Regions from separate parts of the Hordeum vulgare genome. Here region 2 is linked to region 1. A link is a contact called in public Hi-C data. All regions are on one chromosome and are shown on one strand. The core of a region is the stretch at or near the end of the contact, and the rest is flanking DNA. Distances in the headings are between cores, read along the strand shown. Region 1 holds the start of LOC123444359 (serine/threonine-protein phosphatase 7 long form homolog). Region 2 has its middle 120 kb from the start of LOC123444359.

Region 1 (5,425 bases), core at 1,647-4,146:
GCCACCGCTTTCCTTGATCTCACCAAGATCACTGAGGACATCTTCAAAGCCATGCAGAAATTCAAAAACTAAGGCTTGTGTGGCCGTATCAGCTGCGGATGCCATGGCTGTCTTGGCCTTCTTCATCATACCATGCAGCTTATCAACCTACAGGAATGAATTCATCTTCAGTACTGACTCAGTATGCATGAACTATTTGGACAAGCTTCAATTCAAATCGTATTAGTATATAGAGAGAAATATTAGTTCAGTCAACTGTGGAATCTAATCATATAAATGTGATGAGTTAATTAGGTTTACCGCTTTGCGGATCATAGGAGATTTGGCTTTGTACTGAAGATCAGAGGAATCATCGGGTGGGGATAAAAGTCCTGCTTCAGCATCATCACCGGTTGATGGCACAAGATACCGCCGTGTAGCTCCAGAGTACCACTGCAGATACTCATCATAAGATGACAAATCATATTGCTCAGCCTCCCGAAATATGCGTTGTCGCCGTGCTTCCCATTCCTGAATATACTCATGATGCGTCTCTTCCCAATTTTCACGCTCCCTACCACGTCGACTAATACGATGTAATGTCTGTAGGGTAGGCCGAAAAGGTGGTGGAATGCATTGCCGAAGCCCAAATTGCCGCATTACTCGCTCAGGCAGATACATCTCAACAATAGGAAAATTTATTAGTGGTGCTTGAGTAATCCACAGGTCAGCATCTTTTGTACAAAGTGGTGGTAAGCTTGAGGACTCAATGAGCATGTATGGTTCCCATTTCAACTGATCTGCTCGCTGAAGATTTAGCTCATCCCTGTACTGCTTGAGACAGCGAGTAGCATTCTCACTTTGTGCACGAGCACCCACCCAACGGAAGCCGATTGGGGGCGAGTCCTGTGGGATGTCTGTCTCCACGAGTGAGGAAGACCGAGCCAATGGCCTGCCAACATGAGAGTGCTCCCAACTCCAAAGCTGCAAGAGAAGCAATGAACCACCTATATTCTTCATGTTGTGGGAGGAGGCGGCAGAGCAAAGAGCTCGGTAGAGGAATGCGAGGGCTGCGGAGCCCCAGCTGTATGTTCCAACAAGAGAAAGATCAGCAATCAATGGAAGATATATCAAACTCATCCTTCCTGTCCCGTCTGGAAAGAGCACCCCACATAAAAGGCTCAGGATGTATGCTCGAACATGCCTCTGTACTGTATGATCATCCACCCCTTCTGGTAACTCATAGAAGTGCTTCTTCAGCCATTTATAATGCAAGAAGGATTTTCCAGGCATTGATTGACCTCTTGGGTCATGACCTAGACAATCAAGGACCATTTGCCCATAATCATGATCCGTACTGGAACAAACCGGACGGCCATCAATAGGAAGAGCAAACAACATTGCAACATCTTGAAGTGTGACTGTCATCTCCCCAGAAGCCAAGTGAAAGCTGTGGGTCTCTGGTCTCCAACGCTCAACAAGAGCAGTAATCAAGGCTTTGTCCAATTGAGGCATTCTCTGGCATATTTGTGAGAGCCCAAGCAATCCAGCATCCCTCAAATAAGGACGATACCTCTCATGAAATTTTAAGGGTTTGTGGTGACGCAACTTCAACTGCTCCAGGGCCTGCAATAGTACAGAATATAGAACTCAGTGCTATTGAAAAAAAAATCTCGTTTTACTAACTTATTTCCCTGAAATATGACAAAGTTTATTGTCCTTAGATTAACCTGATCGCCAAAAATTGCATCTGAACGGTGGTTAATCTTAGGATTGAGCAGTGTACTGGATGAAGGTTCCGGAGGTCCTGCATAGCAAGCCACATGGACTTGTTCGGGAGTAAACCCAACATTGTCCTCTCTATCAGAAGTGGTACTCGGCGTAGAAGGTGCAGATGTTTCATGATGATCCATTTCATTTTCTGCCACAGAACATCTGCCCCGGCCCCGGCCACGACGTGCACGTCCTCTTGCCCTTGAAGACATGGACTACTACTCTGCAAACAAAACATCATTAGATCAGTTGCCAGAATGCCATAGATGATCACAGCTAGAAAGAAATCTAATGGACGGCATGAGCGCTGCTCTATGTGTTAAGATTTAAAATCATGGCTTATACAAGGAAGGAACTATGTACAAAATGAAAAAAAAAAAACATATACAATCAAACAAGGCATATATATGCTTAGAAGATATGGCATTCGTCTTATATTAGAAATATTTAACGCAGTCTAATCTGTCAACTGTGAGTTATTCTCCCCTACAAATGTTGCTCTCGCAGAACTAACCATTTGCCATAACCAACTGAAACACTGAATCTTAAATCTAAATTTGCTTATTATGGAGAAACAACTCCTAGACATGTATATACTATATAGTCTGACTGAGCAACTTTCTTCATCTTTAGGCACAAAACTAGCATTACAGGCTTGCAGCTGACTAGTGTAGCAGTGTCCCATTTTTATTCAGACAGAAAGGGACTCTCATTGAAACATTCGGCCTATAGAAGGCCACATGTTCGACAAGAACAGGTTCAGCAGAACATGGTAGTGCCACAGCCCCCTTTACATATCAGTTATCCGTATCAACCCACTATTCCCCTGCTCAAAGCACTTGAATAATCTGCGCACCAGACCAGAGCACGCACAATGGGGCAACAGCGTGCACCGAGATCCAAGGGGGGCGAGTAAAATCCAGCGGTGGTTTGTGGGGCGGGCTTACCAAATCAGGCTGGCGAGGTGGCGCCGGAGGAGGCGGAGGACAAGCTCCTGAAGTCCTGATCCCCCGTAGATTTTTGCTTCCCGTCAGAGGAGAAGGGAACCCTAGAAATTTGCTTTCCAGGGGTGGAGGCGGCGACGCGGAATCCGTGACCCGGAGTGGTGCTACGCCCGGACATGTTTTTTTGCTGCTTCCGCAACAAACAGCGGGCTCACCAGCTTCTGGGCCGGAGAAGCCAAAGCCCAAAGACGGGCCTTTTTTTGGGATTCCCCCAGCCGCAGCCGCTCAAAAAAAAAAAAGATCTTTTACGGTTTCACCCTCCCACCAAACTCGTCCTGGTTTATTAGCTCGAGTATTTTTGTCATATTTTGACTATAATTTTAACTAATCTTTACCTAATAATAATAAAGCGGCTATCGCTTCTGTCGGAATTTCCGTCGCAACATTTTTACAAAAAAGTCCCTGTCGTTTGGCTGAATAAACCTGCAGTCCAGTAAATAAGTTAAAAAACGTTTCACACAGCTGCTTTGGGGCGAGTCCACGGACCGTTGAGACCCAGATGTGGCCCTGGAAAACCCATCCGAGACCGATTCAGCCAGAACCACGCTCGCCGCCACTTCCCCGAGCTCCCTCCTACTCCCGACCGCGCCGGCCGGACCTCCTCCACCTCGCGTCGCAGTCGGTGTCCGGACCCTTGCAGGACGAGCAGATGAGCAGCGCATCTCTCTCTCCCTTCTTCTCTCTTCCTCACAACTCCCTCTCTTCAAGATACCAGGAGCTCCAGGGCCACCAGCACGATTCGTCCGTGCTCGAATCCAGCGAGATCCGGACGCGGGCAACCCATCCCCGCTGCTCCCGCACTGGATGTGCAACGCCTCCCCCTCGGAGTTGCCTCCAGCGCAGCCGCAAGCCACCTCCTGCCTCTGCCCTCGGGGAGGTCTGCAGCAACGGTGTCCTCTGGTGCACGCGTAGGTCTCCGTGGAGGTGGAAATTCAATTCGACTTCACCTCAGGCGTATATGCTGGTGAAAGTAAACACCATGGTGAGAGGCAGAGGGTTCCAGCAAGTAATATTCCTGATAAGTCTGTGCCATCAAAGAGGGAGAGCGCCTCTGATGGCACCAGTCCATCAGAATGTGTCAATCGCACCACAAAGAGCATCACTAAAGCAGCTCGATCAAGTCCTTTCAAGAAGATGTTGAGCCCCATCATGAAGTCCAAGTCTGTTAGAAGCAGCCCATCTCTTGCTGAAGAGGAAGAGCCCAACACTGCAGTTGTGCCGGCAAGCAGCAGAAACTGCGTGCCCCGCAAATCGTTGCTCAGTGATCTCTCGAGGACTGAGCGGAGCCAAGCATCATCCAATTGCCTGCCAAATGGAGAAAGTCGGCATATGACGGAGGCTTCTTTATCACCTGCTCATCTCCAAGCAGTTCTTAAATGTGATTCCAGAAATGGCATTCCCTTTTATGATTTTTGTGTCGAGGGCCCGGAAGAGTCCATTTCTGCTAGGTCCTGGGAGAGTGGGAGTGAACTAATCCGGATTTACACTTTCCATAGTGGTGGTAAACGAGGAAGCACTGTTGGGAGGTCTTCCAAAGATGAGCGCAGATGTTTGCCTCCAATTGTAGGCCAGATGCAGGTTTCCTCCTATCTATGCTCTAAAGTTGGAAAAGATGGCATTCTGAATAATTCTGTCAACACCGAGTTTGTTCTGTACGATATCGCTCACGCAAGGCGAAGTTTTGCTGCCGAGGAGAAGACCAAGTGTACAGAGCCCAGTCAGCCGGAATCCTGTGGCGTCGTTGATAAACCAGTCTCTCGTGAATATCCACAGAAGATTAATCTGATTGACCACCAGCATGATGCAAGGCATAATCCAGAGGTATCGACATCTCGGCCATGGTCTGAAGAGGATCTTTATCCTCATTTGGAGATTGCAGCAACAGTCATTCAGATCCCATTTAATAAGGACAAGAAGTGTTCGTCCGCTGGTACTATCAAAGTGGTCACACCGAGTGGTCTGCATGGATTATCAAGCGATAATGAATCCAGCCCATCATCTTTGCTAGATAGATGGAGGTATGGTGGGGGTTGTGATTGTGGCGGATGGGACATGGCATGTCCACTTGTCGTCCTCGAGAATGCTTATGATGATAACTGGGACGATTCTGTAACGAAAGAAAGCAAGCATCCTATGGAGCTCCTTGTTCAGGTGCACCACCATGCAATGCAACCCCTATATATTTTTTATGCAGACTTGTTCATTTACCGTTTCCGGCAGTTCCGCAAGCTATTGCTTCTCCGACTGAGGTATCCCTCCCCACACATCCCTAAGGCGTCCACCCATCTGCTAATGCCCTCATGTCATCGGGTGTGATTACCCTTTTTTCTGGACGAAGGTAGCAGAACTAGATGAATATACCAACAGAATATTTACCAAATCTAAAGGTGCCCTAATTGATCTACTCATCTTTGCCCTGATTTGAATAATTGTCAGTGTGTGAACATGTTACTTAGCATCTTTTCCAATGTATGCGATGGGTTCAGCTAGAGAAATTTTGAAGCAGTTAAGATGGGGATTTCTATCATATCCTGTTGCTGTGTGTGATGTTCTTTACTCCGTTTGTGGCAATTTTGTACATGGATATATGGTTTGGATTAGTTATGTGATGTTCTGTCATGTTTTTTGCGCTCCTTCTTAAGAGATAAAATTTTAGATATGTGTACTGA
Region 2 (4,949 bases), core at 2,078-4,577, 120 kb before region 1:
TTTCTTTATTTTTTATTTTTAACTACTGCATCATGCAGTTCTTAGTCCTCAATGTGACGATTGCTTGCTAATGCAGGGTTTATTGCAATGTATGCTACGCTGGCAAGCAGAGATGTGGTAAGTTAGTGCCTTCTATGCATATCTGAGCTATTCCAAACAGCATTTTGTAGTTTTTTTAAGCCTTATATTCTTCAACATTTTAGTTTTACTTTGACTGTTAGATGAGACGCATCACCAATTTTCAGATGTGTTATTCTTCTCCATAATTTGTGTTATTATTAGCTGGATAACCTGGATTTTTTTCCTGTCTTCTGTAGGACTGCTGCTTGATTCCTGAATCTCCATTTTATTTGGAGGGGAAGGGTGGACTTTTCGAGTATATAGAAAGGAGGCTGAAGGAGAACAACCATATGGTCATTGTAGTGGCTGAGGGAGCAGGACAGGATCTTATCGCCAAAAGTATACCTGTAGCAGATCAGCTAGATGCATCTGGAAATAAGCTGCTTCTTGATGTTGGTCTCTGGTTGACTCACAAGATTAAGGTGAATACAATTTATTTTCTAAAACGAGTTTACATGGTATTGCTCCATTTCTAGTTCGCTTTCCGCCGATATGCTATTTTGCATGTATTTTGTTGATATACATTTCCTGTTGACACTAGACCTGCTAGGATGTGCACTAATGGATGTGTCACTTGAGGTCGCCTTTGGAACATGTATACCATAGGGACGGTTGAACCAGGCCTTGGATAGGGAAAACACGTAAAATATATTGTGAGGTTATGCGACACTTGCGCTTTGCAAATGCCGTGTTATATGTTTTGTGCGAACCTCATTACTTAGGTAACATAAATTAGTTTATCTGAATATCCACATACTATTTAAATCAAATATGGTATTAATATCTCTGTGAACCGTCATGTTTATCATTCTTATTCCCAGCCGTATGAGTTACTAGGATGTTGATAGCAAAGCTAATATCACAGTGAACCTTCATATTTGTGATTGTTGCTTTCGGTCTTACCTCATACGGATTACTAGGATGGTGATATCAAAACAGGCGTTTTTCTAGGACCTCACTTGAGAATTCTCTAATGTATACTTCGTTATTTACTTGTAGGATTATTGCAAGAGCAAAAAGATGGAGATGACCATTAAATACATAGGTAAAAATCTATTGTTGGCTTGTCTACGTCACATTGTACAGTGCTATATCATTTTATTGAGCATGACATCAGCAGCCGCGGTTATTATTACCGACAGATCCAACCTACATGATCCGAGCCATTCCAAGCAATGCTTCGGATAATGTCTACTGCACGCTGCTGGCACACAGTGCCATACATGGTGCAATGGCAGGATATAGCTTCACAGTGGGAATGGTCCACGGCAGGCATGCATACATACCATTTCATGTAAGTATAACTTCCATATGCCCCTATTTAGCTACTTCTGATTATGGGGTAGTATGGGACTCTCGCTTCACCATGGAGAGTGGAGGTATTTGCTTCAGGGCCGTCAACATTTCATATGGCGAGTCATAGTTTCTGTCAAGGTTTAATTCTGGCATTCACAAATTGTGAAGCGATGCGGCAAGTGGTGAATTGAGCGAGAGCTGCCCTGGAGCAGTGACCTTGAACCCTCAATCGTCATAGGTGGTATAGCATAGTGCAAAATACAAGAGTATAACTTGGTCGCAGTGCCTTCCATTTAGCTGAAGTCTGCAACTTAGAAAACACTAGTCAAAGCCCACATGACGTGTCTTGGTGTCCCTAAGGTAGTCGGGGACTCGGGTTGTGGTGGGATACGAGAGGAAAGTAAGGTTTGGGGGAGTTCCACGCCTCCTAGAATTATTCTGAATGGAACATAATGATCTGAACATTCTTCACCTCTGACGCACACTGAATATAACTCGATCAACTGGAATAACTTGAAAGTTTATTTGGATGGCAGAGAGTAACATCGACATGGAACAAGGTGAAGATCACGGACAGAATGTGGGCAAGGCTGCTGTCTTCAACAAACCAGCCGAGCTTCCTGAGCGAGGAGGATATCATCGAGGCAAGAGAGGCCGAAAGGTTGGCCAATAGGCTATCTCTATCTGTTCCTGCGGGCAGCAGCGAGCACGGGGAGCATGCGAAGAAGTACTCTGGGTCGGTATTAGCAAATGGTGAGAAATAGTACCAGTAAAGTTTTCACTTTGGCAAATTTTCCATGGTTCCTGCGGTTGTACAGTAGCAACCGTTGCGGTCTGAGCCCTTGTTTCACACGGTTTTGCGTGTTGACACGAATCCTGCTGATGTAGAGTGACTAATAAACAGACGCTACTGTGGTGTTTTCATCATAACATGTGGAGGGCTCGAGTTAGCTGTGGCGGACGCCAAAATCTGCCCTTGCTAGTTTTCTCTTTCTTAAAGCAAATTCATACCCATATTCTTCGGTCGTTCTGAGAGACGGTGCAGGTGAAATGCTCATCGTGTCAATCGGTTTGCATTATACGGAGTACTAGTAGTTCCCAAGAAGCAACGATCGGCGCACGTTCCGTCCCTGCATCTCTGACCTGTGACGGCGATGTTTTGCCGTTGTTCGAAATTCCACCTCAGGCCGTGAGACCGTCGGCACTTGAACGGGACCTGGCCTCGGGCTCTCACGTGTTACCGGCGTCAGCGGGTCCGTATGATTCAGTTGTCGATGGTTTATCCTGTTTGACACCTTTACGTTTTGCATGAAGGCTCCGGCGATGCGCAAGGAGCACCCACGTTGACGTTGTCACCGCCGCACCAACCTCAGCCTGCCGCAGCCATTACGGTTGCCGCACCGTCGTCGTCCGCGGCAGCTGCCACGGACAGCGTGACGGTAATCGACTCCGATGAGGACGACAGCGACGCAACCGGGCCTCGGGAAGAGGAGCTGGAACGAGAGACCGGAGCATGGCAAGAGGCCGAGGAAGCTGACCGGAAACGGGAGGAGAGGCCTATGCAGCCGGAGACGCCGGAGCGTATGGCACCGCCGCCGGGAACCGCGTTGCACGCGGGTGCTGACGGTGACGGGACGGCGGCCGAGGACGTGGACGCGTTCAAGCCCGACGACGGCTGCACCACGACCCCGCCACCGCAGCAGGACGACCGCGTGGCGGCGAGCACGGGCGGCGAGCGGGCGGGCGTGGCCGCCGGCAGGTCGAGGCTGCTCGCGTTCCGGTCGTTCGCGCGGGGCAAGAAGGGCAGCAAGTCAGGGGAACACCTGCCGGCGCACGGTAAGGCGTGGGAGGAGGCCGGTGCGGACGACAAGGACAAGGGCCAGGCGAGGTGGACAAGGTTTTGGAAGTGAACGTGCCGTGCTGTCTGCCGTCGTGCCGTACGTGCGGCGAGTCGGAGTCAGCGTCGCGCGTCGCGGTGCGTTCAACCGTTGGGTGCGTTTTCATTGGTTTATAATAAACCCATGTTGTAAGAGCATCTCCAATAACACGTGTATATTTAAATGTTTATATGTTTATATAGATAGTGATTTTTTTTTTCATATACACGTCTAATTTTACAACAGAACGTTTATATATAAAATCTTTTTCCTATATTTTAATATTATTTTATAACTATCAATTCAACTATCATTTTATATCCTCCAATGGCTCTATTCCAACGGCTCTGTTTCAATGGCTCTATTCCAGGTCTATATATAACACCTATTCTCACATCTCTTAAATCATTCCACCTTGTGCTTCTCTGATCTCTCTTTCAAGTCTTGTGTCTTCTTTCCTACAACACAATGAGTGAAACAGAATTCGTTTTGGATATGCTCATGAATTCGTCGTCTCGCCTTCATGGGACGATGACGAACTAATTCTTGCAGCATTTGCGGAGTGCAAGGAGGAAGAGGAGGCGAATGCTCGACGTCACGGCGGTTCGACGCTGGGGCGGCGATATTTGTATCACGGAAGAGATGTCGGATTTGTTCTACTCTGGAATGACTACTTCAAAGAAAATCCAACCTTTTCCGAAAGTTATTTTCGTCGAAGGTTAGTATTACAACATTATTCTCTATCTGCCTATTTGTCATCTCCCTATTTCATATTTGTTTATTCACACAGGTATATAATGTCTCATAATTTGTTTAATCACATAGCTGAAGCAGTACTTGAGCATGATAGTTATTTTAAGCAAAAAAGAAATTCTGCTGGAGCTCTTGGGTTGCATCTTGTACAAAAGATGACAGCCGCAATGCAACTACTAACTTATGGATATGCTGTTGATGCCGCGGATGAGTATTGTCGCTTAGGAGAATCTACTAATCTAGCAACCTGCAAAAAGTTTGTGATAGCTATTTATGAAGTCTTTGGGGACCAATATATGAGATCTCCAAATGAAGAAGATACTGCTAGATTACTTGAGTTAGGGGAGCAAAGAGGTTTTCCTGGTATATTAGGATGTATAGATTGCATGCATTGGACTTGGAAAAATTGTCCTAAAAAATGGCATGGCATGTTTAAAGGTCGTGTGAATAAGCCCACAATGATTTCGGAGGCAGTTGCTTCGAAGGATCGTTGGATTTGGCATGCATTCTTTGGTTTACTAGGATCTCTCAATGACATAAATGTTCTTCAACATTCACCTGTGTTTGCAAAGCTAACCGAAGGTGAAGCTCCAAAAGTGAATTATACCATCAATGGTCATCCCTACACAACAGATGGTATATATCCATCATGGGCAACATTTGTGAAGACAATAGGAGCTCCACAAGGCAGAAAGACTACATTTCACCAAAAGACAAGAGGGAGCCAGAAAGGATTTGGAGAGAGTCTTTGGAGTTCTGCCATCCCGTTTTGCCACTGTGTTGTAGTTGGTGATGCCATGAAAGCTTGCATCATAATGCATAATATGATAGTTGAAGATGAGCGAGACAACGATCCATGAGACTACAACTACGACTCTATTGGAGTAAAGGTGGCCCTATATC

Evidence for each region. Hi-C and Micro-C count contacts between places; a contact is called where the count stands out from the background.
Region 2: a Hi-C map of leaf shows a contact between it and region 1, with 2.2 times the contacts expected there. The contact joins the enhancer-like site here to the promoter of LOC123444359 in region 1. A contact is called at or near these places in 3 of 6 Hi-C or Micro-C datasets (leaf and seedling).

Annotation. Positions count from the first base shown.
Region 1 is chr3H:477,623,274-477,628,698 of MorexV3_pseudomolecules_assembly, reverse strand. It overlaps LOC123444359 (serine/threonine-protein phosphatase 7 long form homolog), which reads right to left and starts at 2,896. Exons shown (of 4, transcript XM_045121050.1): 1 at 2,700-2,896; 2 at 1,710-1,975; 3 at 301-1,605; 4 at 1-147. The coding sequence starts at 1,964. LOC123441889 reads left to right here and starts at 3,256. Exons shown (of 4, transcript XM_045118072.1): 1 at 3,256-3,531; 2 at 3,669-5,005. The coding sequence starts at 3,256.
Region 2 is chr3H:477,748,254-477,753,202 of MorexV3_pseudomolecules_assembly, reverse strand. It overlaps the pseudogene LOC123444361. Among protein-coding and RNA genes, the nearest start is that of LOC123444359, 120 kb to the right of the region's middle. Within about 2 kb of position 3,327, at least 1 of the 3 cell types and tissues checked has open chromatin away from gene starts, as enhancers often do. A contact at or near this core is called in leaf, where this site is marked.